Linked DNA regions of Mus musculus: all the other regions are linked to region 1. Evidence: chromatin contacts called from public HiChIP or PLAC-seq and promoter capture Hi-C data. All regions are on one chromosome and are shown on one strand. Each heading gives the region's core, a stretch centred on a gene start, on an enhancer-like site or on the middle of the called end of the contact. The rest is flanking DNA. Distances are from core to core; before and after follow the strand shown. Region 1 holds the start of Osm (oncostatin M). Region 2 holds the start of Gas2l1 (growth arrest-specific 2 like 1). Region 3 overlaps Ap1b1 (adaptor protein complex AP-1, beta 1 subunit). Region 4 holds the start of Smtn (smoothelin). Region 5 holds the start of Nipsnap1 (nipsnap homolog 1). Region 6 overlaps Nf2 (neurofibromin 2). Region 7 overlaps Nf2 (neurofibromin 2).

Region 1 (4,088 bases), core at 797-3,296:
GGTGGTGGTGGTGGTGGCGCACGCCTTTAATCCCAGCACTCGGGAGGGAGGCAGAGGCAGGCAGATTTCCGAGTTCGAGGCCAGCCTGGTCTACAAAGTGAGTTCCAGGACAGCCAGGGCTACACAAAGAAACCCTGTCTCGTAAAACCAACTGGGAGCGGAGCAGCTCTGCCGTCCCTAGAATGCCTCAGTTTCCCCTCCTGCCCCTTCCTGGTCCTCCATGTGTTCACTCTCTCACTAGTCCCCAAGATTCTCTGAGGTTCAGGTACCCTAAGGGCTGAGGCTTACATAGGGCTCCAAGAGTGATTCTGTGTTCCCCGTGAGGTTCGCCTGATTCTGCAGCTGGCTGAGGAGCTGAGAGGAAGAGTTGGAGCAGCCACGATTGGCCAGTGCCATGCTCAGGATGAGGAGACTGAGGGTCAAACCTGGGCAGAGAAGAGCGCATCAGTTACCTGACTGGTGGTTGTCCAGCCCAGGGGAGGAGCTGGGCACACAGTAGGGTCTGGGTTTGCACAGAAGCACTCACTGGGGCTACCACCTTCCACCATAAACCAAACAGGGTGAAGGAGATGGTGGTGGCTGCAATTTCCCTGCAGCTCTTCGGGGAGAGGTTGGGTTGTAGCCTCCAGCATCCCTGTCCTGACTTTATGGCATAACGAACAGACAAGAGAGTCCTCTATAAGATATCTGGCCTCATACAAGGGTTAGCTCTGTCCTAAGACTGACAGGTTAAGTTCCTGACTACTTTATAGACCTTAACATTCCCTGTAGGCAGAATAGAGTTGACCAGGGGTCTGTCCTGAGGTGCAGCCCCAGGGCAGCAGGTCACCTAAGCTCTTTTCACAGAGCCAGAAAAAGCACCTCTCCACTCACTGGGCCAGCCAGTGCTGACGGCCATTCTGCTGAAAGGTGAGCAAGATGCGAGAGGAAAGCCTGTCCAGGTCACCCATGCTCAGCACTCGCCCTGCCCTTCCTGCCACCGACACACGAACCCCTAACACACGCACACACCAGGACTGCTGGGAGCCCAGGAGAAGGTTGTAGGGGTGAGGGCAGATGATCATAGTTCCAGCTCGCAGGCCCCCACCCTCACAGGCACCGGCAGCCACGTGGTCGGAAGGGGCCTGTGGTGCAATGGCCCGGAAGGCTACGACACCATCCTTCCCTTCCTACAAACCAACCAGCCCCACCCCACCCCACCCCCTCGCCCCTGGGGAGGGCCTGTAGCCCAGGCGTGCCAACCACAAGTCCCCTCCCCATCTTCCCCCGTGTCTGCAGCTACACTGCCAGTGAGGGTCCACAGCGAGCTTGTAACAGGTGCACATGGACCAGTGCCTGTGGGGGTGTGCCCGTAGACCTAGGTGAGGCACTGCAGTACCTGCCCCGGTCACCGGGGGTTCTGGTCTGCAGGTGAGACTTCCTACCTTACTGAGAGGGAGGACCTGTTCCCACATAGATGGCTCTGCTTGCCTGTCCCCGTGTGGGTGTGGCTGTATGAGTGGCGGGATGATCTAAGGACCTCTGGCTTGGCTGACTTTGCATCTGCCCCAGACCCCGAGAATTGAATCAGAGCAAGAAGTGAGCCCCTTGCTCCATTTCCGCGCAGATCTGGAACTTCCTTCTCTGCTCATCCCCTACCTGCCTTGGGCTTCTCCAGACTCTTCTCACTCTTTCTCCTCTTCCCTCATGCCCTGGTCCCCGGCATGGTCTCTCTCACGCCTCCCTCTGGAATACCTTCCAGAAATACTACGTTTCCACCTGTGGCTATGCTGGGGTCTCAGTGGATCCCTGCCCTACTAGTTCTCCCTCTCGTCCACATCCTTCACTTGATCTACAGCTCCCAAGGGCAGAGGGTGCCTACAGCAGCCAGTTGGCCCAGCTGCGCCCTGGGATGGTAGAAAGGAAGGAAGTACTTACTGAGCAGTGTTCTTAGAAGCCGTGTCTGCATACTGGGTCCTGGTACTCTGGCCCGTGCCTCTCAGGGGTGACACAGCTTGGCTGGGTGTCCTGCAGGCTGGCAGCCACTTTATGCCCGACGGGGCGATTGGCCAACATCTCGTGAGGTGGGTGGGGAGGGGGAGGGGGAAGGGCAGGCCTTCTGGGAACATGACCCCAAAAACCAAAGTCTCCCCAGGCGGCCAATGGGCGCCATGCGCCATGACATGCCCGCTCCTCCTCCCGTTTTCTTCGAATTCGTTCTTCGAGGTCAGCCCCACGCCCAAGGATGATGTAAACCGCAGCCTCAGCCTTCTTGGGGTGAGCGGGCAGCACGGGGGTCCGTATCATCTTCAGGGATCAGTCCAGGGGTCAGAGCACGACTTGCAAGGGAGGCCACCCCTGGTCCAGAAACTACCAACCTCCTAGGACACGAAGGTTTAGGGCTAAAGGGAGCCAGACATCTTCCTTGTTGAGTGCCCTTCCCACCCTCTCGCTTGGGCTGTCGGGACATCTGTGAGCGGAAACCACCAGGCTCTGGGCACAGAGCCAGACTTGGGCCCCAAAGATTGTGCCTCTAATCCCAGGTCAGCATCTTCTAGCCCAACTCATTTCCATTGTCTCTATTAACTGTCCTCGCCCAGCCTTCCCAATCCCAGATCCTCTCTCTGTAGACAGGGTCCTTTAGGACCCTTGGAGCAAGAGAAATTAGAGAACGGGTTCAAAGCTTGTGACACGCTGTGTCGCTGTGTTGTCTGAGGCAAGTCACTCAGCTACTTTGAGCCCCACCTGAGAAAGCGAGAGAGAAAAGCACTCCTTGGTTCACCCCTCAAGGTCACTGCCAACATGGACATAAAAGGCAAAAAAGCCTTTGAAGAAAAAAGAAAAGACTAGGCTTGAATTCCAAGTACTGGTTTTCAGGGGATGGGATGGAGGGGGCGGGGGAGACCGGGAAGCTGTGAGCTCAGAGGGGAAGCTGGAGGGAGGGGTGGGGGAGCTGCGACAGTTGGACACAAGGTTTCACTTTCTCTGAAAGATAGCGATCCATCATGGGTGGGTCTTCTGCTTCTCCGCACTGAGGGACTGAGGCCCAGGCTGAGCCAGATCCACAGGCCATGCTTGGAAGCCACAGCACATCTGCCAAGCTAGAATGAGCATCCTTAGGCTGTACCTGCTGTTGGCCCTCATATATTCATTCAACAACCCCCCCACTCCCTATCCAGGAGGCGACTGTGCCCCCATCCACATATTCTCTGCACCTAGCAGAGTGTCCCCCTTGTTAGCAACTCCCCAGTACAGTCTAGACTAGATCCTTCTGAAGTCTTCATTTCCTCCTACTGAATTTCTTACCTCTGCCCACTCCAGGGTGCTGTTCCCTAGGGCCCTGGTCAGGGATCCTTCTGCATTTCATATCCGTGATGTCATCCTGGGACAGTCCCTATACCCCTACACTCAAGCTCTCACTGTGATAAGGAGACAGAGGGAAGCTCCAAGCAGCCCCAGATCTAGCCGGAGAGTGTTATGTCGTGCTTCTCGGAACCCATATGTTGGCAAGAGACCCTCCTTCACCTCAGTTGTTCCTTCCTCTCTCCCATGGACCATACACTACCTCCTCTGTTTAGAATAAAGGTGCCAAGGGGTGACTTGCCCTGTTGGAGGACACCTGCACAGTTGGGGGAGGTGTCCAGAGCCGGATGGCGTGGTACACATTTGTAATCTCTATTTCTCTAGAGGCTGAGACAGGACTGTGCATCAGAGGCCAGCCTGGGATAGACAAGGGGACTGATCTCAAAGCAAAATCAGGAGCTGGGCATACAGTCTCAAATAAATAAATAAATAAATTCAATTAAATAAAGTCAAAGGGAATAAATTCAATTAAATAAAGTCAAAGGGGCTGCCACGTCAACCTAGGCCAGCGCCTAGCCTCAGAGCTTAACACCCTGAGGGTTTCCTCCTACTACAGAAAAGGAGAGGAAGAAAGGAAGAGCGTGCATTTATTTACCTGGTGTCTGAAGGCATGTCTTAGCTGGGGGCCAGAGGGTTGTGCTGGACAGGCCACTGGGACTAAGGTCAAGAGCAAGGCTTGTGTGCATATTTATTTCCCGGAACTATCAAAATGGGAGGGCCTCTGCCCAAAGACACCAAAATCTGCA
Region 2 (4,088 bases), core at 462-2,961, 830 kb before region 1:
TGGATAAGGGAACCTGCCACCATGCCACAATACCCAGGATCCCACATGGTGAAAGGCAGAACAAACTCCCAAAAGTTTGCCTTGCCTACATACCTTGACACAGACACACACTCACTAAACAGATGTAATAAAAAGTATCGGTGTATCAGATTATTTTGAAGATGATTGCTGGGTATGACGGTTCATTACTGCTTGTTCCAGGACAAGTCATTTCTCAATTCCTTCACTTAGAATTCAGTCTCCATAGCCAATTCTTCAGGACTTCACTCCCTGCTAGGTGTTATTTTTTTTTTTTTTTTTGTTTAACAACTCCGTGTCCACAATGTTCACCCCCAAACCTGGGATTTCTCCCTCATCTATACTCACACACTCACCTCACTAACATACATCATCAGTTTTCAACAGGCAGTCAAGATCCAGCATCCCCTCTCCCCATTCAACCTAAACCACTTGCCTCCCTCAGAGGCTTCCCTGACCCTGACCCTGACGCTGCAACAACAGCAGTTACAGGAGCCCTTATGGCTGCTACGTCAGCCTCTCCTAAATTCCTCCTTAGAGAGAGGCCTGGGATCCCAACAGAGAGAGCACACCATGAGTTCAAAGCCAGCTCAGGCTACATAGCAGAACTCTGTAAAAGTAATGACATGGTGGAACATTCCTTTAATCCCAGCACTCAGGCGGCAGAGACAGGCAGATCTCTATGACTTTTGAGGCCAGCCTGGTCTATATAGGGAGTTCCAGGCCAGCCTGGTCTACATAGTGAGATCCTGCCTCAAAACCACAACAAACTCCAACAATAATAATTTAATAATAATTAACAAATAAACCGGGGGCTGGGGAGATGGCTCAGTGGTTAAGAGCACCAACTGCTCTTCCGAAGATCCGGAGTTCAAATCCCAGCAACCACATGGTGGCTCACAACCATCCGTAACAAAATCTGATGCCCTCTTCTGGAGTATCTGAGGACAGCTACAGTGAACTTACATATAATAAATAAATCTTTAAAAAAAAACAAACAAATAAACCTCTCTTCCATGACCTTTGAAAAGCATGGTCCACAAGGCCCTAATGTTTCACCACTTCAGCCTTGCAAACCTACCCATTTTTCTTTCCTTCTTCCTTCCTTTCCTTTTTTTGAGATAGGCTTCCTCAGTGTGAAAAACTTTCCCTCTAGATGACTCTCAGCTTCCTCCGTCGCCTCCTTCCTTGATCTGAGTTAAAATTAAGTCCACACACCCCCACAAGATTTCCAGTCTCTCTCCAGCATCTCACTCCTCTCTCGGGCGACAGTAGGGGGCAGGATTCCCTAGATCTTCCAGGTTCCTCCTAAGGCGTGTAGTTGCCCCTGCCACACCCCCTCTTTTAACCTAACCCGCAGCCACCTTCCGATCCCTGAGCCTCATCGTCCTTGTACCTTAAGCTATCCCTGGGCCGTCCTGCAGGAAGAGCACCCAGTTATCTGACTTGCAGAGGTCCACCCGGGACGGAGGTGACTCTGCAGTCCCCGGCCCCTATCGCTTCCGGGGAGGCCACTGTCACGGGGGAAGGACAGCTGAAAGGATCTGAACCCCGCCTAGGAAGACCCAGACCCGGAGTTAAAGGGGGGGTGAGGTGGGGGTGATGCCTTAGGGCCTAAGGCCCGAGAAAGGCACGGCCCCTTTAAGAGCGCAGCTCCGCCCCTTCCTGGCCGGATCCAAATTCCAGGGGGGCGGGGCAGAGCGGACGCCTGGAAGCAGCGATCTCGGGCGACGCCTGTGTGCGGCGGCGCGGCCCGGCTCCGGCCCCGCCGGGGCGATGCTCCCCGGGGCGGCGGGGTGAGCCAGGTGAGCGCGGGGACCCCCAGGAGCCCTAGCCAGAGTGCCTGGAGGTGGGCCGGGCGGTGCGGGCTCTCTGCTTCCCAGGGCTGTGTGACCCTGACTGGGCACTCACCCTCTCTGGACCAGGCCTCGAGCACTGCGGAGGCTCGCGGGGGCCGTTCGGAGTCCCGGCCTTTCAGGCACCAGCTCGGGCGGCTTTTCGCAGCAGGAATCCGGCCTGCCTGGGTGACCCGATTCCTCCACCCACTGCTCTGCGACCTTCGGCGAATGCCTGCCCTTACTGCGCCTCAGTTTCCTCATCTGTAGAATGGAGACGCGGTCGCCGCTCAGCCTGTGGCGCGGCCCTTAGCGGAGAGGAGAAGGGAAAGGCGGGACTTCGTGCAGGTTATGGGCTGAGCAATGGAAACAGTCTCTCCGTGGTTCTGGGCGAGGCTCCTCTCCTGTCCCTCCCTACCCACATGTCTTCATGTTTTTAAATGGCATTTCTTCCTCGTGGGTGCCAACTTGTCCCCAGCCACCCTCTCCCGACCAGCCAGACAGCAAACATAAACACTACAATGGTGTAAATGTTACTGAGTCCCTTAAAGCAGGTCATGGCACCGTGAGAACAATGTGGTGCTACGTTTGCTTGTTCACAGCTTGCTCTTAAACTTAGCGTCTCCCCTGAGTGGCGGGCTGGTAGAGGTGGACCATTCTGAACCCTTTCGAGTCTTCACAGCAATCCTGACCTATGTCCCCACAGTGACTCCACTGGCTCTGGGCATGGCGAACCCAGTGGCGGGCATCGCAGGCTCTGCCGCCAAGAGTGTGCGACCCTTCCGATCCAGTGAGGCCTATGTGGAAGCCATGAAGGAAGACCTGGCCGATTGGCTCAATGCTTTGTACAGTCTAGGTCTCCCCGGCAGTGGCGATGGCTTCCTCACGGGGCTGGCCACAGGCACAACCCTGTGCCAACATGCCAACGCTGTCACCGAGGCTGCCCGGGCTCTGGCTGCTGCCCGTCCAACCCGAGGTGTGGCCTTCCAGGCACACAGTGTGGCGCCTGGCTCCTTCATGGCCCGAGACAACGTGGCCTCTTTCATCGGCTGGTGCCGGGCTGAGCTGGGCGTGCCTGAAGTGCTCATGTTTGAGACAGAGGACCTGGTGCTACGCAAGAACGAGAAGAGTGTGGTGCTCTGCCTGCTGGAGGTCGCCCGGCGTGGGGCGCGCCTTGGCCTGCTTGCCCCGAGGCTGGTACAGTTCGAGCAGGAGATCGAGCGGGAGCTTCGAGCTACCCCTCAGGTTTCCAGCGTCCCTGCTGCTGAAGAGGATGTCACTGAAATTGCCACTGTACCAGGGGTTCCCACCCGCACACCCCGCATGACGCCCAATGACCTTCGAAACCTTGATGAGCTGGTGAGTCTTCTGATATCCACATTGGGTGTCCCATCCCGTCCCGTCCCGTCCCCCCCCCCCCATCAGGGGACCAGATGGCAGAGCTAATACCTACCCCAACCCTAAGCCTCCAGGGGCCCATTCTCAGCAGCCTTCCCCACTAAGAGTACATATGGTGACTGCCAAGTGTGTACCTGGCCACAAAGAAATAAGCTCAGAGAGGCAGAGGTGCTGAGTGAGGCCACACAGCTCAGGTGGGTCTGAGGCAGGAGATCAGCTTTTAGTATTAAATGAGCGGCAACTAAGTTGAGTGCTTTCCTTCATTTGGAGGACTGTGACTTGGGGGGTGCCAGGCAGATGCATTGGCAGCCTCAGACCTGGGGCTGAGTGGCCGCTACCCGGGCTTGAGGCTATATATGTAGGAAGCTCTTGGCAAGAAGCCTGGTACACAAGGAGGGTCTGGGAAGACACCAACCCTGGTGCCCTGATAGAGAGCCTGGCCCCGCTACCACTGCTCCTGGGAACAGGAGGTGCACTTGGGAGCACAGGAGGTACAGACCCCCAGCTCCCTCCGCCTTTCCCAAGACCGATGTGTCCCTGACACCCCCGCAACTGGGCCAAGAGTTTCTTTCTTATCAGGAGCTTAGGACTATGATGTGCCTGCCCAAGTCAGGCATCCGATGGTTGTGGGCAGAATGGTGGCCCGATCTCCACCCACTCACCCCCAGCCTCCACCCCCCCCAACCCAGCTCATTCCCTCTGGCACCGGGCTGCCGTGGGTAGGCCTCCCACATAGCCAGCCTGCCTCCATTGACAAGTATGCAGTAGTGTCCGACGTGGTACCCTCTGATTGCCATGCTCAGCTGGGAGCATGGCCCCCTGCACTCATCTTGAACC
Region 3 (4,088 bases), core at 794-3,293, 770 kb before region 1:
TGCTGATATTAATTAGCCACATGAAGAATTCTAGACTTAGGTTCTTTTTCGTGAGTCTCTTTGGGTGGGGTGAGATAGGGCTGTTATGTGGGGAAAGGGATGAGAAAACTAAGTAGATTCCTAATGAGAAAAAAAGATGAGGGTTTGTTTTTTTTAAATCATGAACACACACACACACACACACACAGTAAACACAGTTGCCTGAAAATGATGACCTAGCAAAGCCTGAGCAGGGACTCACTAAGGACATTGCTTAACAGGGCCAGGAAACTCTGTAGATCCTGTGGTTCGTGTTTATGAAGGAACACATCTTCCTCCTGCAGGAGGCACCTGGACCCAGCAGCAGTGACAGCCTTGAGTCTGTCCTCACAGAGATGTCACTGCTTTACTCAAAGTGTGTGTTGATGGGTGGAGGTCAGTCACATCTGCCCTAAGAATCCACCAGTGAGGTAAGCTCAGGCAGACTGCTTCTGAGATGCTGTCTTTCTCCAACAGGCCCCCCAAACAGCCATTATGCCTGGTTCCTGAATCCCATACAGGGCAACCAGTTCCCTCTACCTGCAAGACTATACCCCCAGATTGGTGCTGTTGTGTCTCAACAGAGTTGTAATCCTAGTTTCCCTAACTCTCTTCAGACTTTTATTACAATCTTCTTTGTATGGGCCCTCACTTTAAAAATGGACCCAGAATCAGCATCCAAACGTTGACACCATTGCATACACTAGCAAGATTTTATCGAAAGGACCCAGATGTAGCTGTCTCTTGTGAGACTATGCCGGGGCCTAGCAAACACAGAAGTGGATGCTCACAGTCAGCTAATGGATGGATCACAGGGCTCCCAATGGAGGAGCTAGAGAAAGTACCCAAGGAGCTAAAGGGATCTGCAACCCTATAGGTGGAACAACATTATGAACCAACCAGTACCCCGGAGCTCTTGACTCTAGCTGCATATGTATCAAAAGATGGCCTAGTCGGCCATCACTGGAAAGAGAGGCCCATTGGACATGCAAACTTTATATGCCCCAGTACAGGGGAACGCCAGGGCCAAAAAGGGGGAGTGGGTGGGTAGGGGAGTGGGGGTGGGTGGGTATGGGGGACTTTTGGTATAGCATTGGAAATGTAAATGAGCTAAATACCTAATAAAAAATTAAAAAAAAAAAAAGGACCCAGAAGCCTGGCAGTGGTGGCACACACCTTTTATCCCATCATTTGGAAGGCAGAGGCAGTGAGTTCAAGGCAGTATAGAATGAGTTCCAGGACAGCCAGGGCTATACAGAGAAACAAGTCCTTGAACAAGAAAAACAATCAATAACTGATCCAGGGTGTCAGATTTAGATTTGAATCTAGGAATGTCTATTTATGTTCACTGTCTCAATTTCTCTCATAGTCAGAGAGGATCCAGAACAGGGCTTCCCATAAAACAGGTTAGGCTTGAACTTGCTATGTATCCAAGCATGGCCTTTAACCTCTGATCTTTCTGCCTCTGCCTCCCAAGCTGAGATCCAGCACATGTGACAAGGCTGTCTTACCAAACTAAGCAACAGCTGGACTAGTGAGTAAAATGCCTGCTGATGGGCAGACTTTGGGATCCAACTCAGTGATTCAACGAAGTTAAGTAAAAACTGGAGAGACAGCTAAGTGGTGAAAAGCATTTTCAGGACTGGGTTTGGGCTCCCAGTATCCACATGGTGGCTCACAACTCTGTGACTCTTATTCTGAGGATTGAACATCCTCTTCAGTTTTCATGGGTGAAGACATACAGGCAAAACATCCATGCAAACATACAAATATGTATGTACACACACACATTTAAAGAAAACTAAGATCTTTTCACCCTTGTCAGCAGGCACTAGAAAGGACAGATAAGGAAGGGCAGGACAGAGAGGATAAAGCATACTTGCCAGCCACAACATCTTCCACCATTTCTTTAAAAACAGAAAAGGAATAAACTGTCCAAAGACATTAACCTAGCTTAGTAAACTGCACTGCAGCAACTTAACTGGCTTAATCCTGAGTCATGAGGACTGCTGGGAAATGCTTATGAGGATGTTGAATGACTAACAGGGTAAAAACAGCTGCTACAACATGAAGAATAAAGCTCAGCGGTAAGAACCCCACCCCACCCCCAAGCAGGGCTGCTGACAGGCTGTGCACTTTCTCTAGGGAGAGAGATTATATTTAATGTTTTTAAGCCATGGGGAACAAGACACAGACTTCCCCTCATGCCTAGTGTTACTGTTCTTGTCTGGGTTCTAAAAGGAACACTTAGGTCTTTACATCATCAATTTCCATGCTGCCTCCAGACCCCACCCACCTTCCCCGTGCTCCCCAAGACCTGGGGGATGTAACACAGGTCTGTGGTGAAACATACAGTACCTTTCTTGGTTGTGGTGAAGTATTTTGAGTCAGTCATTTTGGTCCTTTATCTGTGGCCAGACTCTGCAAGACAGAGAAGAGGGTGGATCTGTGCTCTATTCCATTTTCAGTCAGCGTATGTACAGGGATCCAGAACACACAAGTAGGGAAGATAGCTGTTTATCTCATTTCACAGGCAAATGAACTGTTGGATTATGGTTGGTCTCATTTTGGAGGGTAACTGAAGAATCTATCAGTGTTTTGAATATCTTTTTTTTTAATTAGGTATTTTCCTCGTTTACATTTCCAATGCTATCCCAAAAGTCCCCCATACCCACCCCCACAATCCCCTACCCACCCACTCCCCCTTGAATATCTTTTGACACACTTTTTCTTCTAGGAATCTGCCACAGAATGGGAGCCTGAGGTCATCTGGCTTTTTCAGTATCATTATCTATGACCATACTACTGGAAAAAACTTCCTGACTATCAGTAAACACACAGTCACAGATAACTATAGACGAAAACATAGATTAGAAATACACATCTCTTGCCAGGCAGTCTTAGCTCCGCCCTCTGTAGAATTCATTGTGTTTAGAATGTTCTAAATCTCCACTTCAGCTGTGGGCTCAGCTCACCAAAGCTCAGGGGCCATCCTCACCTCAGGGATGCAAATTTCCGTGAGAAATGAAAAGTTTAAGAGTGAGGGAGGGGGCTGGAAAGATGTTTCAGTAGTCAAGAGCACTGGATGCTCTTGCAGAGGACACCAGATTTGTTTCTTAGCACCCACATGGCGGCTGACAACCACCTCTAATTACATGGGACCCAAACACACTTTTCCTGCCTCCAAGGACACATGCATTCACTCAGGATATTTTATATCCCTAAAATAAATACTTAACTATTTAAAATTTGTATGTGTGTGTGCTAGTGTTGTGCCTGCATGTACATCTGTACATTCTGTACTGCAGAAGTCCCTGGTGCCTGTGGAGGCAAGAGGGCATCAGGTCCCTTGGAACTGGAATTGCAGATAGTTGTGAGTCACCATGTGAGTGCTGAGAATCAAACTAGGGTCCTCCAGAAGAGCAGCTGGTGTTTTTAACTGCTGAGTCATTTCTCCAGCCCCCTAAATAAATCTCAAGAAATGGGGGGGGGTGTCTTCTTCCCACAACTCCCATCAAGTTTCTAAACATCTACTATTATCTCTCAAAGGCTGGAGTCTGGCACACTGTGACAACAGCGCTTCTCACATCTGTCTGGTCAAGTTTTTGTTTTTTTTTTAAAAATAATATCCAGCATAGAACTTGTAGTGCAAAGCACTGTAGAAGTCAGGGAGTCAGAGAAAGTACTGAAGCTCCCATGATCATGTAGCAAGCATTTACTGAGCCTCTACTCTGTGCTCAACAGCTCTCTTGATCAACAGCTAAGAGAGTAAAGGGAAGTGGGAGGGACACAGGCAAGATGGCTCTGCAGGGAAAAGCTCTAGCCATGCAAATATGGTCAGAGCCCTGTCCTCCCTCTCCTATGGGGAAGAATTCCTTCAAGAGAGCATACACCTCGAGCTCAGGGAGAACTAGGATTCCATTCAGCCACCTACAAGCTGTGACTTGAGCAGGTTACACAGCCTCCTCGAGACTTTCGATAAAGTTAAAAACTGGGGAGATGGCTCCTTCAGTGAAGTGAGGACATGAGTTCAAATCTCTAGCTCCCATGTAAAAGCCAGGTGCAGGGTT
Region 4 (4,088 bases), core at 859-3,358, 700 kb after region 1:
AGGAACGGGGTTGGATGTGGAAGAATCCAGAGCTTTCCTCTTATAGCCCTTTGGAGGCCTGGAAGCCAGTCGGTCGGTCAGTTCTGCAGCTTTTACAGATGAGCAGACAGAAACTCAAGCCTCCCAGGTCCTCCCAAATTCATTCATCCTTCTCATCTGGCTGTTCCCAGATAATACCACCCCTGTTTCTTATTCTACCCACATTCTGCTCACCTCCTTTTCTTACCCACAAGCCTCTCAGATTTTACTCTTCTGAAAAATGTCTTTCCATCTGATGACTTTCTTTGTACTCATCTTCAATGATGTTTAGCATCCACCTCCGAGGAGCCCTCCAGGATTTCTTCCATCTTAGAAATAACAAGGGGAGGAAAGGTGCTCTGGTTCTAGGCAAAATTCTGCGATAATAGTGCCATTACCACCTTGGGTTTCAACTTCCTTCTTGTAGAATCCGACTGTCTTGCACAGTTGTTATCTTGGCAATCTGACTTTCAGTGCCTGCTGTACATTCACGGGACGTTTTCTCTTCCCTGCCTACATTATAAAGTTCTCACCACTTGCACGGGGTCGCCCTTTGATGCCTAGATCACCATCACCACCACTACCAGATACCTTTTTACATGGCACCATCCCTGGCAAGAAGGAAAAAAAAAAAAAAAAAAAAGGCAAGGTAGGTCAGTCTGGAGACGGGCCAGGGCCTGACAAGCGGTAGGGTGAGGGCGCACAGCGCTAAATAGACAATCCCGGAAACAGGCACCCACCTCGGCCATTCATTGATCTCAGCCAGCGCGAGCAGGCGGTTCACTGGAGCAATCGGCTTCCCACTCAGGTAGGGAAGACTAGGAAACCTCCACAGCCGGCGTCTTCGTCGGTTTGGCGCATTTCTTCTGCCTCCCCCGCAAGGGGCTTCCTTCTCTAGGTCTTATTTTCCAATATATAAGGTGAGAGGACCACCTCTTGGGGCTGTGGGAGGAAACAAAAAGACTTTAAATGGACACAGGTCCTCTCTTTGGGTGTGTAAAGGTTGGTCTTGGAGAAATCTGAGTTGGAGCTCTCTGAGAGACTACAGGAGCCAGCTCAGCCCTACCTCAGTTCCACATTATAGTGTTAGCAGAGATTAGAATCCCTGCTAGGTGGGATGAACCTCGACTCCATTACCCATAGGCTTTTGTCTCATCTGTATAAGGGAACAGTCAAATCTCATTAAGTTGTTATGGATATTATAATCTGATACACAACACACAACACACACACACACACACACAAGAAATACGTTGGTGCTTTTATGGTTTTTATTTGATTTACAGTTTTTATTTATCAAGCTGGACTCCAGACTTTATCTGCCCAGGCTCCACCCTACTTTTTTCTTAGGCAAGACCAGTAGGGCGGCTCCACAGCCTCCAGGATGACAGGGAAGCTTTCCCTCCAGGGTCTGAGCTCTTGGGTCTCCTGGTTGACTCTTTGTATTGTCTCCTTGGGATCTTCAGTTTCCCCCATTTGTTGAGTTGCGAGGTTCATACTCCCTATTTAGAACTTCGGGGGTCTCAGAGGCAGACTTTAAAGAATTTGGGAGAGCATGCTACATATATGAGCAAGGAAGGTACGATATGATTGATCCTGCTCCATCTCAGATGTCCTGGGCGACTCAATAATTGTCAAAATGCTGCTGGTCACCCAGTCTCCTTACCCTGAGGTGGCACAGACCAGGTGTCCCGAAAGCGCCCTTTGAGCGTTGAGTTGACTGGGCAGTCTGTGTACTAAGGCGCCTAGTGGGTGGAGTCCGGAGAAAGGATGTGGTCTCAAGAACAAAAAGGAGGGCAGGGAGGGGCTGTCAGGACCGCTCAGGGCTTACAGGATCCCAAGATACTTATTTGCCCGGTTTGTGGCACATTCCGGACTTTGGCTTAGAGCCTGTATCCTGGTGAAGCCCACCCGAGGATGTCTAGGACCTCGCAACAGCAGTCCCCAAAACTACAATACCCAACATGCCTGTACAGTGAGGGGCTGGAGTCTTTTGGGGGCGGGTCCTAAAAAATTGAATTTTCCCAATGGGACCAGAGCAGGGGCGTGTCTCAACAGAGAATTGGCTGGGACAGCTTGGCAGGGCGGAGCCAGCCATCTGGCTGGCGCCGCGGGACAGGCGTCTGCAGCAGAGTCCAGGGTACGTTGCTGAACCGGCCTGGGCTCCTGGGCTGCGGCTCCTCCCGTCGGTCTGCCGGTCTCTACTGCATCTACCGGGTCCCGACCAAACTAACACGAAACTGCGCCGGAACGGCGGGCCGGACTGAGAGGTGGGTATGAGGATCTCGGGTCTACTCTAGGAGTCCGGATGAGTCCGGGGAAGGGGGTGTGAAACCTGGATGTCTGGACAGGGATTCTGAAACTCCCAGGTCCGGGAACCCTAGCCAAATCACGAGAACTCCAAAGACACATGGTTGAAGTTCTGAGACCCTGGGGAAAGAGTCTTGAAGAGACTCTATGGACTTGGAAGAGGCTTCTCGATCCCCAGAGACACTAATCTATAGGGAGCTGATACCTCGAGGAATCTTTCCCAGATCCTGACCCATCTCTCGCAGGGCCTTAACAATCCCCAGGACTGAAAACTCTGTAGCATGAAGCCATGAGAATGGTGGCAAGCAGTGGCAGGAATTTCTGAGCAGACAGTCCCGAGTATCACCTAGGTTTGGAACTAACAACACCCTTACCCAACATGAAGAAGCATAGCATGTCCACAATACTTAAGATTGGGCACTGGGGAGGGGTAGTTACCCCAGACAGAGTATCTAGACTAGGAGGTAAAGACTCTAGCAGTGCCTTCCAACTCCAACTAGTGCGCACTGGGACTCCCCCAGACCCATTCACCGGATGGGGTGACTCACACCAAGTGACTGTTGTAGAGAGGGAGTGGATGATTTCGGGATGAATCAATGGAGGTGGGGGGTCCAGAGGCCATTTCAGTCACCACATTAGCAAAACATCCAGGTGTGCTAGACCATGGAACCACAAATTCCAGAGACACTGGGGACTCCAGGAAGGAGTGATTTGGGCTAGAGACTGGCACCAGATTTAGGAATCCATTTTGACGGTCAGTGGTTGAACAAGAAACAAACAGCCTGGAGTCTTGGGCAGCATCTTGGAAGGGGACTTCAGAAGGCAGAAGTCACCAAGATTTGTGTTAGGTTCTTTCTGCCCTTTGAGTCTGAGTTTTTCTGACCCCCTGTGATGAATCTTTGACCATCTCCCATCCTCTCAGTTTGCCTGAAGTCCAGAGGTTGGGTGGGTCAGCTTCCCAAGGCCCTTCCAGTTGGAAAGTGAACTGTGAGTGAATTCTGAGTGTGTGAATGGACAGGGAGAGAGGGACACCTGGCTCCCCAAGGTCAGGTCTGCTGACATCAGGGAGGAAAGGAGTCAAAACTGAAGGCTGGCTCCAAGAACTGCCAGACACAGGTAGCTCCCATACCTGTGGGAATGACAGTCTTAGTAAGAATTGGATATGGGCTCAGCCCACAGCCAGACGCCCAGCTTGTGGAGGTGGGTGGAGGGGCAGGCTCGGTGGCCCCTAGAGGTGAGTGGGTATGGCAGGTAACTAGAGACTGGCGTGTACCCCCTGGTGGTAAGCATGGCTTGGTGGGCCTTGCTGAGTCCTCTTCTCCATCTAGGTACAGGCCCTTCTTGTGTGGGGCTTAGTCAGGATGTCAACTTAGACCACAGGGCAGACTGGCAGCCAAGCTGGTAAGGCTGAAACAGAAACACCTATTCTTGGTTTGGTGAGGTTTTTTTTTTTTTTTTTTCTTCAGCAAAATACCCTGGGGCAGAGGACAGTTCCCAGCCAGGAGCCACATGTCAGGGTAGGACAGGAAAGACATGAACGCTTATGGGCTAAAGAGGGCAACAGAGGCATAAACCCCAGGGGACCGAGATTTCTACAAAATCTTCAGCAACCTAACTCATGTCTGCCTTTTGCAGAATTCTGAGTGCCACCAGGACCTGGCGGGAGCTGACATACTGAAGGAATTAGGGGCCAGCAAGATGGCAGACGAGGCTTTAGCTGGGCTGGATGAAGGAGCCCTCCGAAAACTGGTAATAAGTAG
Region 5 (4,088 bases), core at 1,066-3,565, 640 kb before region 1:
CGCACGCCTTTAATCCCAGCACTCGGGAAGCAGAGGCAGGTGGATTTCTGAGTTCGAGGCCAACCTGGTCTACAGAGTGAGTTCTAGGACAGCCAGGGCTATACAGAGAAACCCTGTCTCAAAACAACCAAACAAACAAACAATAAATGAAGAAATAAAGGAAAAACAGATGATCTTGGGCCAGTGTAAAGGCACTGGCTGCCAAGTCTAACAACCTGAGTTAGATACCTGGGAGCCACAAGGTGACTTCCACACATGTGCCATAGGACCGACCATATGACATGTACATGTACATACACACACACAAATACAAGTGTTCATTTGCATATGCACACAAAGTAGTTTTTAAATTATGTTATGTGTTGGTTTTTGCCTGCATGGGCATCACTTGCACACCTGGACCAGGCCGGAAGAAGGCCTGGAAGTAGAGTAACAGGCAGCTGTGAACCAGTGCATGCGTGAGTGCACATGCGCTGGGAATCAACCTCTGTACTCTTAAAGAGCCAGTGCTCAGAAGTGTGAGCCATGTCTCTAGTCCTCAGAATAACTTTTGTTTGTTTGACTTTCTATGTAGTCCTAACTGTCTTGGAGCTGGGTATGTAGAACTATGAGGGCTTCCAACCCAGAGATCCTCCTGCCTCTGCCTTTTAAGTACTGGAATTAAAGGTGCATGCTGCCACACCTGGCCCAAAATAATTTTTTTTTCCTTTTGGTTTTTGAGACAGGGTCTCTCTGTGTAGCCCTGGCTGTCCTGGAACTCACTTTGTAGACCAGACTGGCCTTGAACTCCAAGATCTGATTGCCTTGAGTGCTTGAATTGAAGTCATGCACCACCTCTAGGCTTAAAATATTTTTTTAAATGTTATAAAAGATTATTTTTCTGGATATCCTTTCTCACAATGACAGAAATTGTTTGAGGCATAAGCATGGTCTCTTTAATCCAATGAGGGCTGGAGATGTCATTGTTTACTTGGTGGAGAGAGCACTACATTAGCCTAGCATACCTAAACTCCTGAGTTCTCTTCCTAGCAATAGAAAACAAGGCTATCAGACACATCCTATTTTCTCCTCCTACCCAAGGTCATCCCTCCAGAAAAGGCTGAGTTTACAAGGTACACTCTAGGCTTTTTTCCCATTGTCGGCTTCTCTCTCATTACCCAGCACGGAAGTGAAGGGCACGCGTCCCAACTCTTCTATCCGTGCTTTCCTAATGTGCACAGCGATCTAACGGAACTCCATGGCCACATTCTTGGGCTGGGGCAGGAGTAACGCAGGTCCCTTTCCACAGGTGTGAGGGCAGGTGTTCCACTTCTTTAGCTAATGCTTTTTGCACAAACCCTGTCCTAAAACTTGTGAGGGTGTGGGGCTGGGGAAACAGGAGAGCAGGGTCAGAAGTGCTCCGGGTGATAGGTGCAGAGATGGGGGTAGCACCGGGCGTGGCATCGAGGAGGGAGGAGCAGCCCAGAGCCAGTCAGGGGAAGGAAGCCAAGCTCTCCAAAGCCAGAATTGAGCCTCTCTCCTAGGAGGCCACCAGCCGTGGTACAAAGTGCAGAGTGCATCGTAAGACCTGGGTCCTAACATCCAGAGCTGCCTCCACATGGCACGGACGCTGACCTTGAACAGCTCCCACCCCACTCTGTTGACCCACCTGTACAAAGCAGGGTGCGGAATCACTTTGGGAATTCCCACCGTACCCCCAGTCCTCCTCTCCTTCCAAAACTTTCTGCTGGCTCAGAAGACCCCAGCGCGTGCTAAACCACAAAGGCCAGGCAAAAGGCTGCCAATATCCTCTGCCTTCGTCCGGGATCCAGGGCTCAAAACCTGTCCCTCCCACTCACCTCATTTTTTATTCTCAGCCCAGATCCAGGTCCCAAACAGGACAAAGAACCTGCCCAGCTAGGCATGGTAGTGCACACCCTCACTATCTGGGAGGCAGAGGCAAGAAGATTCCGAGGTCGAATCACATGTAGTACGAACCTGTTTAAAAACCAAAACCATCCCCATACCTTTTCACCTTCCCCATTCTTTCTCAGCCTCAGGCCTACATCCTGGTAGCTCTCTGCCTCTAACCCCTCAATTCCAAATCCGAGAGTCTGTTTTTCATTCCAGCCCCCTCCCCTGCTCCTGTTCCGGGCACGCAGTCAGCCCCGTCGGCCTCTCACCGCACAGCACCCGCAGCCGCGAGGTCCCCAGCACGGGGTCTCGGCTTCGTGAATAGCCGCCGTGCCGCTGCAGAGATGATGCACAACCGCGGAGCCATGTTGGACCGGAGCAGGTTGGAGGAAAGCCACGCCTCAGCCCAGTGGCTGGGGGCAGGACTAGAGAAAACCACGCCCTCCCCTCGCCAGCTTCCCTTTCAAACACAAGCAGGTGGGAGTCCCCCAACTCTACAGTTGCACAGTCCATACCCACACCTCCGAGCTCTTGAAACTCTGCAGCTAACTAGTTCTGTTCTCTTCAACGACCTTTTCCCCTCTGTACCTGGGAATTCATCTCGATAATCGCAGGGTTGTATGTCCTGGACATTCTGAGGATAAACTAAAGACAGTCTTTATACCCCTAAAATTGTTCACAAACTATGTGAGTTCCCTTCCTCCTTGGGTGCTGGAGGTGGAGCCCAGGACCTCACACATGGCTTGGCAAATGTTCTGTCTACATCTTGTGTTCTTCTGTGTCAAGGCATCAACAGACAATATTTGTCTATTCAAAAGAACAAAATCTATAACAATTTTTAAAAGAGAGAGAGAGAGAGAGCCTGGGGGGGGTCCAGAAGCCTCAAATATCCTGGAACTGGAGTTTAAAGGAGATTTTGAGGCACTCTAATGGGTACTGGGATCCAAACTCAGGTCTCCTCCAAGAGCTTTTAAAGGCAGAACTGTCTCTTTAACCATTTAAAACAGATGGACAAGACTCTGAGCAAGCAGGATGCTCTTTCTCCAAAGCCCGAGTGTGATGGTGCACTTAAGAGGCTGAGACGAACTGGGCAGTGGTGGCGCATGCCTTTAATACCAGCACTCGGGAGACAGGCGGATTTCTGAGTTCGAGGCCAGCCTGGTCTACAAAGTGGGTTCCAGGACAGCCAGGGCTATACAGAGAAACCCTGTCTCGAAAAACAAAATAAAACAAAACAAAACAACAACAAAAAGAGACTACGGAATTAAAACAACAAACAAAAAACATTTTCTCTTCACTGTCTATTCACCTGGAGGCTCTATATTTGCTTTCTCAGCCCACACAGAGATGGATCCCTTCTGATCCCCTGGGGGACACAGGGACAGAGACACACCAACGGGGGAGTGGGGTGGGGGAGGATGCCAAGCCACCGACTGTAATTCGGTGCAGGGGATTTACAGCCGGTATAACTAACTTCCGGAGTGCTTCAAACTGTGAGTCTGGCAAGTTAGGTCTCATCTAAGATCTTGAGACAGCAAAGGTTGGCTGAACAAGTCCTATCTGTACTTCTTGGCAGCCAAGGCCTGGTGGAGCAGACAAATCACTCCAATCACTGCTGACTGAAACCTCCAAGGCAGAGATGTTAGCCATGCCCCGCCCCCTCCATCAGCTAGGCTACTGGCAAGTGAGCCCCAAGGATCTCCTTGTCTATGCTTCCCCAACATTGGGATTACAAGCAACCTCTCCTGCTGTGGTGCTGGGAATCGAACTAAGGTCTTTGGGCTTATACTAACGTGACCCAGTCCGTGGGTCAGACAACAGGGTGAGAGAGAGAGAGAGAGAGAGAGAGAGGGAGAGAGAGAGAGAGAGAGAGAGAGAGAGAGAGAGAGAGAGAGAGAGAGAGAACTGAGGGGGCAAGAGATGTGAAGAATGGAGTGGAGACAAGACAGCCTGTCTGATCAAGTCTCCAGTCTCCAGTCTCATTTATTGTAAGGCAGCTATGGGTATATATAAGCACAAGCTGGGGTGGGGTGCAGCTGGAGACACTTAACCACAAGTCCAGGATGTATAGGAGAAAAACAAGATGTTATCAGAGTGTGTTCAGCTGTGGTGGGCTTCTTGTAAAACCAGCCTGCTAGGAAAACCAGTCTCTTGTCAGGGTGGACAAGCACCACCTGTAGGTAAACAGCCCAAGA
Region 6 (4,088 bases), core at 950-3,449, 590 kb before region 1:
GTCTATCATTATGTAAATGTAGGTCTGAAAGGCTTATGTGCCTGTCATCAGGTGTCAGAAACACTGTTTTTTTTGCTCCACAGTTCAGGCTAGCTCAGAATTTGTGTCCATCTTCCAAAGGGCTGGGATTACAGGCTTGTGTCATCAAGCCCTGGCTAGGAATATTTTAATAAGAAAATAAATAGGAGACACATCCCATTCATCTTGGCTTCTATTCGTGCTATTGTTATATGCATCTCTGCTTTGATCTAGTGTCCTGACACAGCCCGGTCCCAGGTCAGTTGTGCAGAATGAGAGTTGTCACATGTACCAGGCCCAAGCTACATATTCAGCCCTGCATTGAACATTCAGTGCTGCAGATTGGAAATCATGCTGTTTGTCATACCCTAGAAAAGTGCAGAGAACATTCCTTTACTTTGGAACAGCTTGGACCCAAGTGCAGACACACTGTTCCTTCAAGCTGGCATGACCTTCCTTTTGTCAGCTTTCTCCACAAGACCTAGATCAGCCAGTGTCTCCTCAGTGAAGCTCCCCTCCCTAAAGTTTCCTGGGCACAGCCTGTTCTGTTAGCACTTAGCAGATTTGTTTTTCCTTATTCATTTACCTGTCTTCCGTGTCAGACAGGAACAGGGACTGTGTCTTGTCTTGAATTCATCATTTATCTCCTGTGCTGAGCACAAAGACTAGGATGTAGTGGGTGCTCAATAAATGTTTGTCAAATGAGTGATAGTATGGTTAGCTCAATGAGAATTGATGGTGCCCTTTTCCACCTGTCATCCATCACTGTGGTATGAAGTGGGGCCGGGAGGCCTTAAGCAGCACACACTTGAGAATCAAAGGAGGGAGGCAAAGTGAGAATTAAGAAGAGCTACCCCTTATTGAGTGTTTATTTGCTCTGGGCCCAGCACTGTCTTAGTCTTTTTTCAATGTATGAGTGCACTTAATCCTTAGATCAATCTGTTAAGACAGGTTCTGCTTATTCTCCTTGTAAAAGCATAAGGAAGTTCAATAACTTGCCCAAGGTCACACAGCAACAGCACTTGAGATAAATACTGGTGCAGATTAGTCACTTATCTATACCTTTTTGGCTGTTTCCTAGAAAGAAGCCCTGAGATCTTGAGGTATCCAACTTGTGTAATGATTTAACTTGCCTTCTGTATGTCTGTGTTCTATCCTATAGCACTCAGGCTGACATTGAACTCAGTCCTCCTGCTTCAGCTTTTGAGTGCTAGGATTGCAATTGTTGGTGTGTGCCAGTATGTGTAGCTGTAGTTCAGTTCTCATTTTTTTCATATCTGTGTGTGTGTGTGTGTGTGTGTGTGTGTGTGTGTGTCCCAAGTGCAGACACATGCCATCAGGCTGGCATAACCTTTTGTCAACCCCTTCCACCCCAAGACCCAGCTTAGCCAGTGTGTCTCCTTAGTGAAGACCACTTCCCTCAAGTCTCCTGGGCTTGAGAGGAAATCTCTTTCCTCTTGCCACCTGAGGACCTCCTCTTGGTCCTGAGGGTCAAACTCAGGTGATCAATTTGGTGGCAGGGTGCCTTTACCTTAAACCGTTTCACTGGATTACTTTGGTTCTTTTGTAAGTTCAGAAGTATTTTCCAGTAAAACTAAAATACTTCATTTCCCCTAAGAACCCTTTTTGTTCTAGACCTTTGTAGAAACTGTTCTCTCTGTAACACCCTTTCTTGCTGTCTTCTTCAAACCCAATCTTGCTCTTGGCTTCTCTTTTCCACCATGAGTCAGTCTAGATGTCATTTCTGTGAAAAGGGGGTTTTCTTTCTTAGGAGTCCCAACAGTCCCTGGGTATCCCTGTCATATCAATTGTTTCAGTGTTGAAAACCTCACTGTGATGATCATCTGTTCTTGGCTGACTTCTGCTCAAAACTGTAAATGTGAAGACTTGTCCCTTGTTACCATCGATCCTCTGTACCTTAAGCACCCCTGTCCTGGACACACTGTGTGCTCACTGTTTGTCCTAGACACACTGTGTGTTCACTGTTTGTCCTAGACACACTGTGTGTTCACTGTTTGGATAAGGGATGGATATATGGGCTAGCTATGATCTAAGTCTCTGAGCCTTGAGTTTTAATGTCACTTAGTCAGTCATATTAGATGCTGCTGTAGGATGTCTTGTGTACTCTGTGTACTCTCCATTGGTCACTGGGGATGATGACTAATGCCATTCCTAGTTAGAGATGCCTACAGTCTACAGAGATCTTCCAATGACAGTGAGTCATCTGAGCATCAGCATAGTGCAGTACCAGACAGGGAAATAATCATGCTCAGGCAAATCGATTTGTACCAAGAAGGCCAAGCATCTCTTCCACAGCAACTCGACAACTCTCTAGACCACCTCTGGCCAACAGTTCTTGTTTGTACAGAAACAGAAATTCAAAAAAGGAAGATAAAGGAGATCTTATACATTTGAGAAAGAACATGTTGAAAAGCAATGCCTTTTATAGGTGGAGATTAACCAAACAGAAAACTTGTAGGTCTTTTTGTTTTATTATTGTTGTTTTTGAGTCTCTGTGTATAGTCAAAGCTCACTTCCTCCCTCGACCTCTCAAGGGCTAGGATTCCAGGTGTAACCCAACATGTCTGGCAAAACAAACAAACAAACAAACACAAACACCAAAACAAAACTTACTAGACAAAATATTTTCTTTTGTTTTGGAATGAGGTCCCACTATACTACCCTGAACTATCTTGAACTCCTGGGCTTAAGTAATCTTCCTGTCTCATCTGAGAATGTTTTGTTTTATAAGTGAAGGTCTTTTAAATTTTTTTTTTTTCTTTTTCGAGACAGGGTTTCTCTGTGTAGCCCTGGCTGTCCTGGGACTTAATTTGTAGACCAGGTTGGCCTTGAACTCAGAAATCTACCTGCCTCTGCCTCCCAAGTGCTGGGATCAAAGGTGTGCGCCACCACTGCTCGGCTTTAATTTTTTAAAAAATTTAAATTTATTTACTTTATGTCTGTGTGGGAGCCCATATATGAAGATCAAAGGATTAGTTGTGGGATTAGCTCTCTTCTACTGTCTTAGTTAGGCTTTTACTGTTGTGAACAGATGCCATGACCAAGGCAGCTCTTATACTGACATTCAGTTGGGCCTGGCTTACGGTTCAGAGGTTCAGTCCAGTATCATCAAAGCAGGAGCATGGCAGTGTCCAGGCAGGCATGGTGCAGGAGGAGCTGGTTCTGAGCTTCATCTGGAGGCCACTAGGAGAAGACTGGCTTCCAGGCAGCTAGGAGGAGGGTAATAAAGCCCACAGTGACACACCTACTCCAACAATAGTGACACTCTCACTCCCTGGGTCAAGCATATACAAACCATCACACCTACCTTGTTGTCCCAGAGAAGGAACTGGGGTCTTTAGCTTTGTGGCACATGCAGCTGAGCCAGCTCCTAGCCCAGAGAGCTTGAAGCTTAAATGTCTTTAAGGCATCTCTACCTTGCTTGCTGTGGGTTTTGGTTTTGGTTTTGTTTTTGAGACAAGGTAGACTTGGTTGACTTGGAACTTACCATCTAGACCAGGCTGGTTTTGAACTCAGAGATCTGCCTGCTTTGGCGTTCCAAGCTGGGATTAAAGGTACATACTACCAGGGTACTTGCTTTCTTTAGGCAGCTTGTCTAAAACTCAGTTGCTCATCTCTTTCCCCCAAACGTGTTGCTTTTTCTGTGTTCCTTCTCTCTTTTCCCTGCGATACCAGGTGTTCACGCTGGAAATGAAGGTAGGTGTCCTTTTTAAATTTTTCTCCTTCTAGCCTGTTTAAATGTTGTTCTGGGGCTGCCTCCTTTCCAGTCCCAGGCTATTTCTCTCCTACTGCCTTTTTTTTTTTTATTAGGTATTTTCCTCGTTTACATTTTCAATGCTATCCCAAAGGTCCCCCATATCCACCCCCCCAATCCCCTACCCACCCACTCCCCCTTTTTGGCCCTGGCGTTCCCCTGTACTGGGGCATATAAAGTTTGCAAGTCCAATGGGCCTCTCTTTCCAGTGATGGCCGACTAGGCCATCTTTTGATACATATGCAGCTAAAGACAAGAGCTCCCGGGTACTGGTTAGTTCATATTGTTGTTCCAC
Region 7 (4,088 bases), core at 605-3,104, 570 kb before region 1:
AGCTGAACACTGTCTGGAGCCCTTTGTTTTTGCATTCAGGCATGTGTTGATGGCACTTAGAATCCCTGCATGCTTTCCCCTTTACAGAAAGCTCTGCAGTGCACAGTCTCATCTTGGTACACAAGTCCAGAGGGTGAGTTGTGTTTTGGTAGGTGACACTAAGGAAAATTTTTTACCTTTTGGCACATGTCCATCAGCAGTATTAGAATGTTCCTATTGCCCTATGTTTTTAGTCAATCTGCAATTTTACTAAATTAAAATTAAAACACAATCTGGGTGGTAGTGGCACAAACTTTTTATCCCAGCACTCAGGAGGCAGAGGTAGGTGTTCTCTGTGAGTTGAGGCCAACCTGGTCTATAGAACGAATTCCAGGACAGCCAGGGCTACACAGAGAAACCCTGTCTCAAATAAAATAAAACACTAAAATGTATAGTTTGTTTTAAGTATTCCCTTGGTAGTTTCAGCTATTGATCATCTCTGTGTTAGGCGCCCTACCCCAGTCCTTCAAATCAGCTTCCTGCTATATTTTTTTCTTCAGATTTATTTTGTGTATATGGCTATTTTTCCTACATGTATGTCTGTGTACCATGTGCATGCAAGGTGACTGAGGAGGCCGGAAGAGGGCACTGGAACTGAATGGTTGTGGGACTCTGGTGGGTGCTAGGAATTACTAGGCCCTCATGAAGAGCAGTCAGTGCTCTTAACACTGAGCCATCTCTCTAGCTCCTGTATCTTTATTTTTTGTTTATACCCACCAAATAGACAGATTTTGAGTATACTACTTGATTATTTACCACAAAATGGTAAGTAAGAACTAGACGATGACTCAGAGATACCTATTTCACCAATTTCTTTCTTTTTCTTTTTGAGTCATTATCTAGAGCTGACTATGTGTTCTCCAGGCTGGCCCTCACCCACGGAAATCTACCTGCCTCTGCTCAGTGCTGGCATTAAAAGCTTGTGTAACCGTGCCCAGCCCAGTTCCCCCAATTTCTAATTAGTGCTCACATCGATTAGTTTTGCCCTCCCTTACTGTCCATTGTTATATTACTATTTTGTAGCACTGAGGATGAAATACAAGGTCTCTCACATGCTAGGCAAGTAACTATTCTGCCACTGAGCTGCACCCATAAGCCACCATCAACCATTTTTAAACTTTAGATAAATAAAACCAATTTCTATTTTTAGTGCCACCTTTTCCTCAAGATCATCTTGTGAGATTTGAGTGCATGGCGTGTAGTGATATTTTCCCTCATTTTCATGACTGTGCAGAATTCCAGTATATTACTATAACAGATTATTTATCCCTTCTACTGTTGAAAGACTCCTAGGTTGTTGGGTTGTTTCTTGGTTTTTGCTGTTATAGGTAATGTTGAATAGTTTCCCAAAGTAATTGAATCACTTTGCATCAGCAGTGTATGTGATTTCTGGTTCTTCCGCCTGCCTGCCAACACTTGGCATTCTCTCAGGGTGAATTTTTAAATCCATTCGAGAGTGTTTCGAGATGAGAGAGAGGACAAGAACAAGGTCACAGGGAAGCTTGAGTTAAATACTTCAGTACTTTTACCTCTCAGGGAGTTTTCTGCAAGTCACTGCTGCATCCAGAGCTTGCTTTAAGCTCGACTTACAACACAGAAGCATTCACCTACTGGCCTGGGTTTTATGGCTCAGATAGTTCTTGCCTTAATCTTCAGCAGTAACCCAAGAGATAAAACCAGGAAAGTGGGTGTTGTCAGCTTCTAGAGAGGCCCCTTCATTACTGAAGCTCTAGGTTAAGGAAGTACACAGAGACAGGCAGTGACTTCGTGCATTTGAGGTCGGAAAGAATGAATGCACTGTGGCTTTGTTTTTTCTTTCTGCCAATGCCGGGGATGGAACCTAGAGCTTTGCGCATGCGGAGTGAGTGCTTTGCTGCTGAGCTACACTCCCAGCCCCCACGTTCTTTTTTTTAAATCACTTGAGACAGATGTCACTATTTACCAAGGCCAGAGTGTGAAATTGAAGCCAAGAGTCAGTGTAATGAATCTGTTTTCTTATTTTCACGGGGATGGGAATCTCTGGGTTGAGAAAAGTGTTGCTGTGTCTGGTCTGTCTCATCTTCTGCAGGTCCCTTCTATCTCACCAGAGGCATGCTCAGAATATTTGACTTGGCAAGAGTCTGTCCTTCATCCTTGTCACTTAGCCCTAATAATGGTGTCTTCTATTCTCCTCACAGGGATGAAGCTGAAATGGAGTATTTGAAGATAGCTCAGGACCTGGAGATGTATGGTGTGAACTACTTTACAATCCGGGTGCGTTGACTCCTTCCCCAGTTCCCTGGCTCTCAGAAAGACTGAGTCGAGGCCACACAGGCAGATGGGTCACTTCCTCATCCCAGGGTGCTTAGAGTCTTTATGGTTCAGTAGTAAAGAAGAAACGGGAAGACAAGGTCGAGAGCCTGGTTTCATTTGGGGCTTCGAATTAGATCAGAAATAGATCAAATTAAGTGTCATTGGTACCCTGAGGGACTCAGGCCCGGTTCTCTTCTTAGCAGAGACCTGTTGGAATGCTGGCCATGTAATGTTTGATTATTCCGGCCTCTTGGGAAATCCAAGGAGCACCTGGAAATAATGTCTTTCCCCGGGGCCCACTGCTCTTAGAGATTCCTAATTTGTTTGGGTGGAACTCTTGTTCTCACTGTGAGGCTAATTAGTTTTCTATTCAGACCATTAATGGTCTGCAGGCCTCCGGGAACCATGCCTCTGCAGAGAAAGGCATTTGTGTTCTGTTCAGGTCTGGCCCTAGAGCGTGTTTCTCGCTCGTTGGGGGATTTGGCTGCTGGCTGCGGTATTCATGGCTTCCTCCAGAGGAGCACATGCCAAGTACCGGGCTTTTCCTCACTGCTGGGTGGCGGGTGCCAGGAAGCTTGGCTACAGAGGAGTAGCCATTGAAGGTCAGCTGCAGCCATCCCCTGGACTATCCCACAAACTCTTTGCTTCCCCCTTTTGGGGTCCTACAGACAGCCTTTATGTTAACGTTGAGTAAATTGAATTAAGCATGATTTCAGTATTCTAGGATAGCTTTCTACTTAATTTGTTTCCTAAATGCAGGTTTTTGTGGATTTTTTTTTTTTTTTTTTTTTTTTGCATTAAAAATCAGGGCATAAGCCGGGTGTGGTGGTGCACGCCTTTAATCCCAGCACTTGGGAGGCAGAGGCAGGCAGATTTCTGAGTTCAAGGCCAGCCTGGTCTACAGAGTGAGTTCCAGGACAGCCAGGGCTACACAGAGAAACCCTGTCTCAAAAAAAACCCAAAAGGCTGGTGAGATGGCTCAGTAGCTAAGAACACTGACTGCTCTTCCAAAGGTCCTGAGTTCAGGAACCACATGGTGGCTCACAACCACCGGTAATGAGATCTGACGCCCTCTTCTGGTGTCTGAAGACAGCTACAGTGTACTTATGTATAACAATAAATAAACATCTTAAAAAAAACTTTAAAAACAAAACAAAAAACAAACAAACAAACAAAAAAACCAGGGCACACTGAAATGTACTACCACAATAAGCAAGGGCCTAAAAGATATTTTACTTGTAGCAGGACCTGAGTTCAAGTCCCAGCTCGTGGTTTGGGAGGCTCACAATTGCCTGACATTCCAGCTCCAGGGGATCTGAGGCCTGTGGATTCTGAGGGCACTTGCACTTATGTGCACAGACACAGAAATACGTAACTAAAAACCATCAAAATAAGAACAAATCTTTAAAAAAATAAGAATAAAAAAGAATGCAGAAGGTTGTTTCTCGTGTGTCATGAGGGCCAGTGAGATGGAGTAGTAGATAGGCAATTGCTGCCAGGCCTGACATGCTGAGTTCAGGTCATGGAATTCACACGGTGAAAGGAGAGAACTCTTGTTCTTACTGTACGGCACATGGTCCTATGATCTTCACATGTGTGCTGTGGCATAAGCATGCATTCACACAACACACACAAATTAGTAAGTATTAAATAATTAAAAGTTTTATTAGTTTGTGTTTGACATCTGTTTCTTTGAGGTTAGACTAATGCATTTCTGTGGTTTTGTCTCTTGCCCACCACCAACATTAATTGTTTAA

What was found. Promoter capture Hi-C pulls out the DNA fragments that hold promoters and counts their contacts. HiChIP or PLAC-seq counts read pairs in DNA pulled down with a chosen protein or histone mark.
Region 2: an H3K4me3 HiChIP or PLAC-seq map of bone marrow-derived macrophages shows a contact between it and region 1, with 2.9 times the contacts expected there. The contact joins the promoter of Gas2l1 here to the promoter of Osm in region 1. A contact is called at or near these places in 2 of 115 datasets of contacts at active chromatin or transcription factors (astrocytes and bone marrow-derived macrophages).
Region 3: an H3K4me3 HiChIP or PLAC-seq map of bone marrow-derived macrophages shows a contact between it and region 1, with 3 times the contacts expected there. The contact joins the enhancer-like site here to the promoter of Osm in region 1.
Region 4: an H3K27ac HiChIP or PLAC-seq map of microglia shows a contact between it and region 1, with 5 times the contacts expected there. The contact joins the promoter of Smtn here to the promoter of Osm in region 1. A contact is called at or near these places in 2 of 115 datasets of contacts at active chromatin or transcription factors (astrocytes and microglia).
Region 5: a promoter capture Hi-C map of embryonic stem cells shows a contact between it and region 1, with 3 times the contacts expected there. The contact joins the promoter of Nipsnap1 here to the promoter of Osm in region 1. A contact is called at or near these places in 2 of 39 promoter capture datasets (both in embryonic stem cells), 2 of 15 datasets of contacts at CTCF or cohesin (embryonic stem cells and large pre-B cells), 2 of 484 Hi-C or Micro-C datasets (the Ba/F3 cell line and myocytes), 14 of 115 datasets of contacts at active chromatin or transcription factors (the 230-238 cell line, bone marrow-derived macrophages, embryonic basal ganglia and 6 more) and 3 of 9 other capture datasets (embryonic stem cells, macrophages and pancreatic islet).
Region 6: an H3K4me3 HiChIP or PLAC-seq map of bone marrow-derived macrophages shows a contact between it and region 1, with 5 times the contacts expected there. The contact joins the enhancer-like site here to the promoter of Osm in region 1. A contact is called at or near these places in 7 of 39 promoter capture datasets (the 3T3-L1 cell line, embryonic stem cells, hippocampal neurons and 3 more), 1 of 15 datasets of contacts at CTCF or cohesin (large pre-B cells), 9 of 484 Hi-C or Micro-C datasets (the HL-1 cell line, Sertoli cells, Th2 cells and 6 more), 8 of 115 datasets of contacts at active chromatin or transcription factors (the 230-238 cell line, acute myeloid leukemia, bone marrow-derived macrophages and 2 more) and 2 of 9 other capture datasets (adipose tissue and embryonic stem cells).
Region 7: a contact with region 1 is called in an H3K4me3 HiChIP or PLAC-seq map of bone marrow-derived macrophages, with 5 times the contacts expected there. The contact joins the enhancer-like site here to the promoter of Osm in region 1. A contact is called at or near these places in 8 of 39 promoter capture datasets (the 3T3-L1 cell line, the C10 cell line, embryonic stem cells and 3 more), 2 of 484 Hi-C or Micro-C datasets (Th2 cells and bone marrow-derived macrophages), 8 of 115 datasets of contacts at active chromatin or transcription factors (bone marrow-derived macrophages, embryonic basal ganglia, embryonic stem cells and 2 more) and 2 of 9 other capture datasets (adipose tissue and embryonic stem cells).

Annotation. Positions count from the first base shown.
Region 1 is chr11:4,234,743-4,238,830 of GRCm38.p6, reverse strand. Osm (oncostatin M) reads right to left here and starts at 2,046. Exons shown (of 3, transcript NM_001013365.2): 1 at 1,918-2,046; 2 at 289-425. The coding sequence starts at 1,948.
Region 2 is chr11:5,062,950-5,067,037 of GRCm38.p6, reverse strand. Gas2l1 (growth arrest-specific 2 like 1) reads left to right here and starts at 1,711. Exons shown (of 7, transcript NM_144560.3): 1 at 1,711-1,823; 2 at 1,944-2,201; 3 at 2,560-3,212. The coding sequence starts at 2,580.
Region 3 is chr11:5,007,881-5,011,968 of GRCm38.p6, reverse strand. It overlaps Ap1b1 (adaptor protein complex AP-1, beta 1 subunit), which reads right to left. Exons shown (of 21, transcript NM_007454.3): 2 at 2,377-2,439. The coding sequence starts at 2,413. Among named protein-coding and RNA genes, the nearest start is that of Ap1b1, 23 kb to the right of the region's middle. Within about 2 kb of position 2,043, at least 68 of the 459 cell types and tissues checked have an H3K27ac peak or open chromatin away from gene starts, as enhancers often do. A contact at or near this core is called in bone marrow-derived macrophages, where this site is marked.
Region 4 is chr11:3,537,312-3,541,399 of GRCm38.p6, reverse strand. It overlaps Smtn (smoothelin), which reads left to right and starts at 2,108. Exons shown (of 20, transcript NM_001284427.1): 1 at 2,108-2,288; 2 at 3,964-4,077. The coding sequence starts at 4,027. It overlaps Gm11946 (a long non-coding RNA gene), which reads right to left. Exons shown (of 6, transcript XR_001780145.2): 3 at 1,685-4,088; 4 at 759-960; 5 at 214-629.
Region 5 is chr11:4,872,178-4,876,265 of GRCm38.p6, reverse strand. Nipsnap1 (nipsnap homolog 1) reads right to left here and starts at 2,315. Exons shown (of 10, transcript NM_008698.3): 1 at 2,163-2,315. The coding sequence starts at 2,260.
Region 6 is chr11:4,824,477-4,828,564 of GRCm38.p6, reverse strand. The region is part of intron 1 of Nf2 (neurofibromin 2); the gene reads left to right. Among named protein-coding and RNA genes, the nearest start is that of Nf2, 23 kb to the left of the region's middle. Within about 2 kb of position 2,199, at least 64 of the 459 cell types and tissues checked have an H3K27ac peak or open chromatin away from gene starts, as enhancers often do. A contact at or near this core is called in the HL-1 cell line, Th2 cells, bone marrow-derived macrophages and 3 more, where this site is marked.
Region 7 is chr11:4,801,882-4,805,969 of GRCm38.p6, reverse strand. It overlaps Nf2 (neurofibromin 2), which reads left to right. Exons shown (of 17, transcript NM_001252250.1): 7 at 2,217-2,292. Among named protein-coding and RNA genes, the nearest start is that of Nf2, 46 kb to the left of the region's middle. Within about 2 kb of position 1,854, at least 94 of the 459 cell types and tissues checked have an H3K27ac peak or open chromatin away from gene starts, as enhancers often do. A contact at or near this core is called in Th2 cells, adipose tissue, bone marrow-derived macrophages and 1 more, where this site is marked.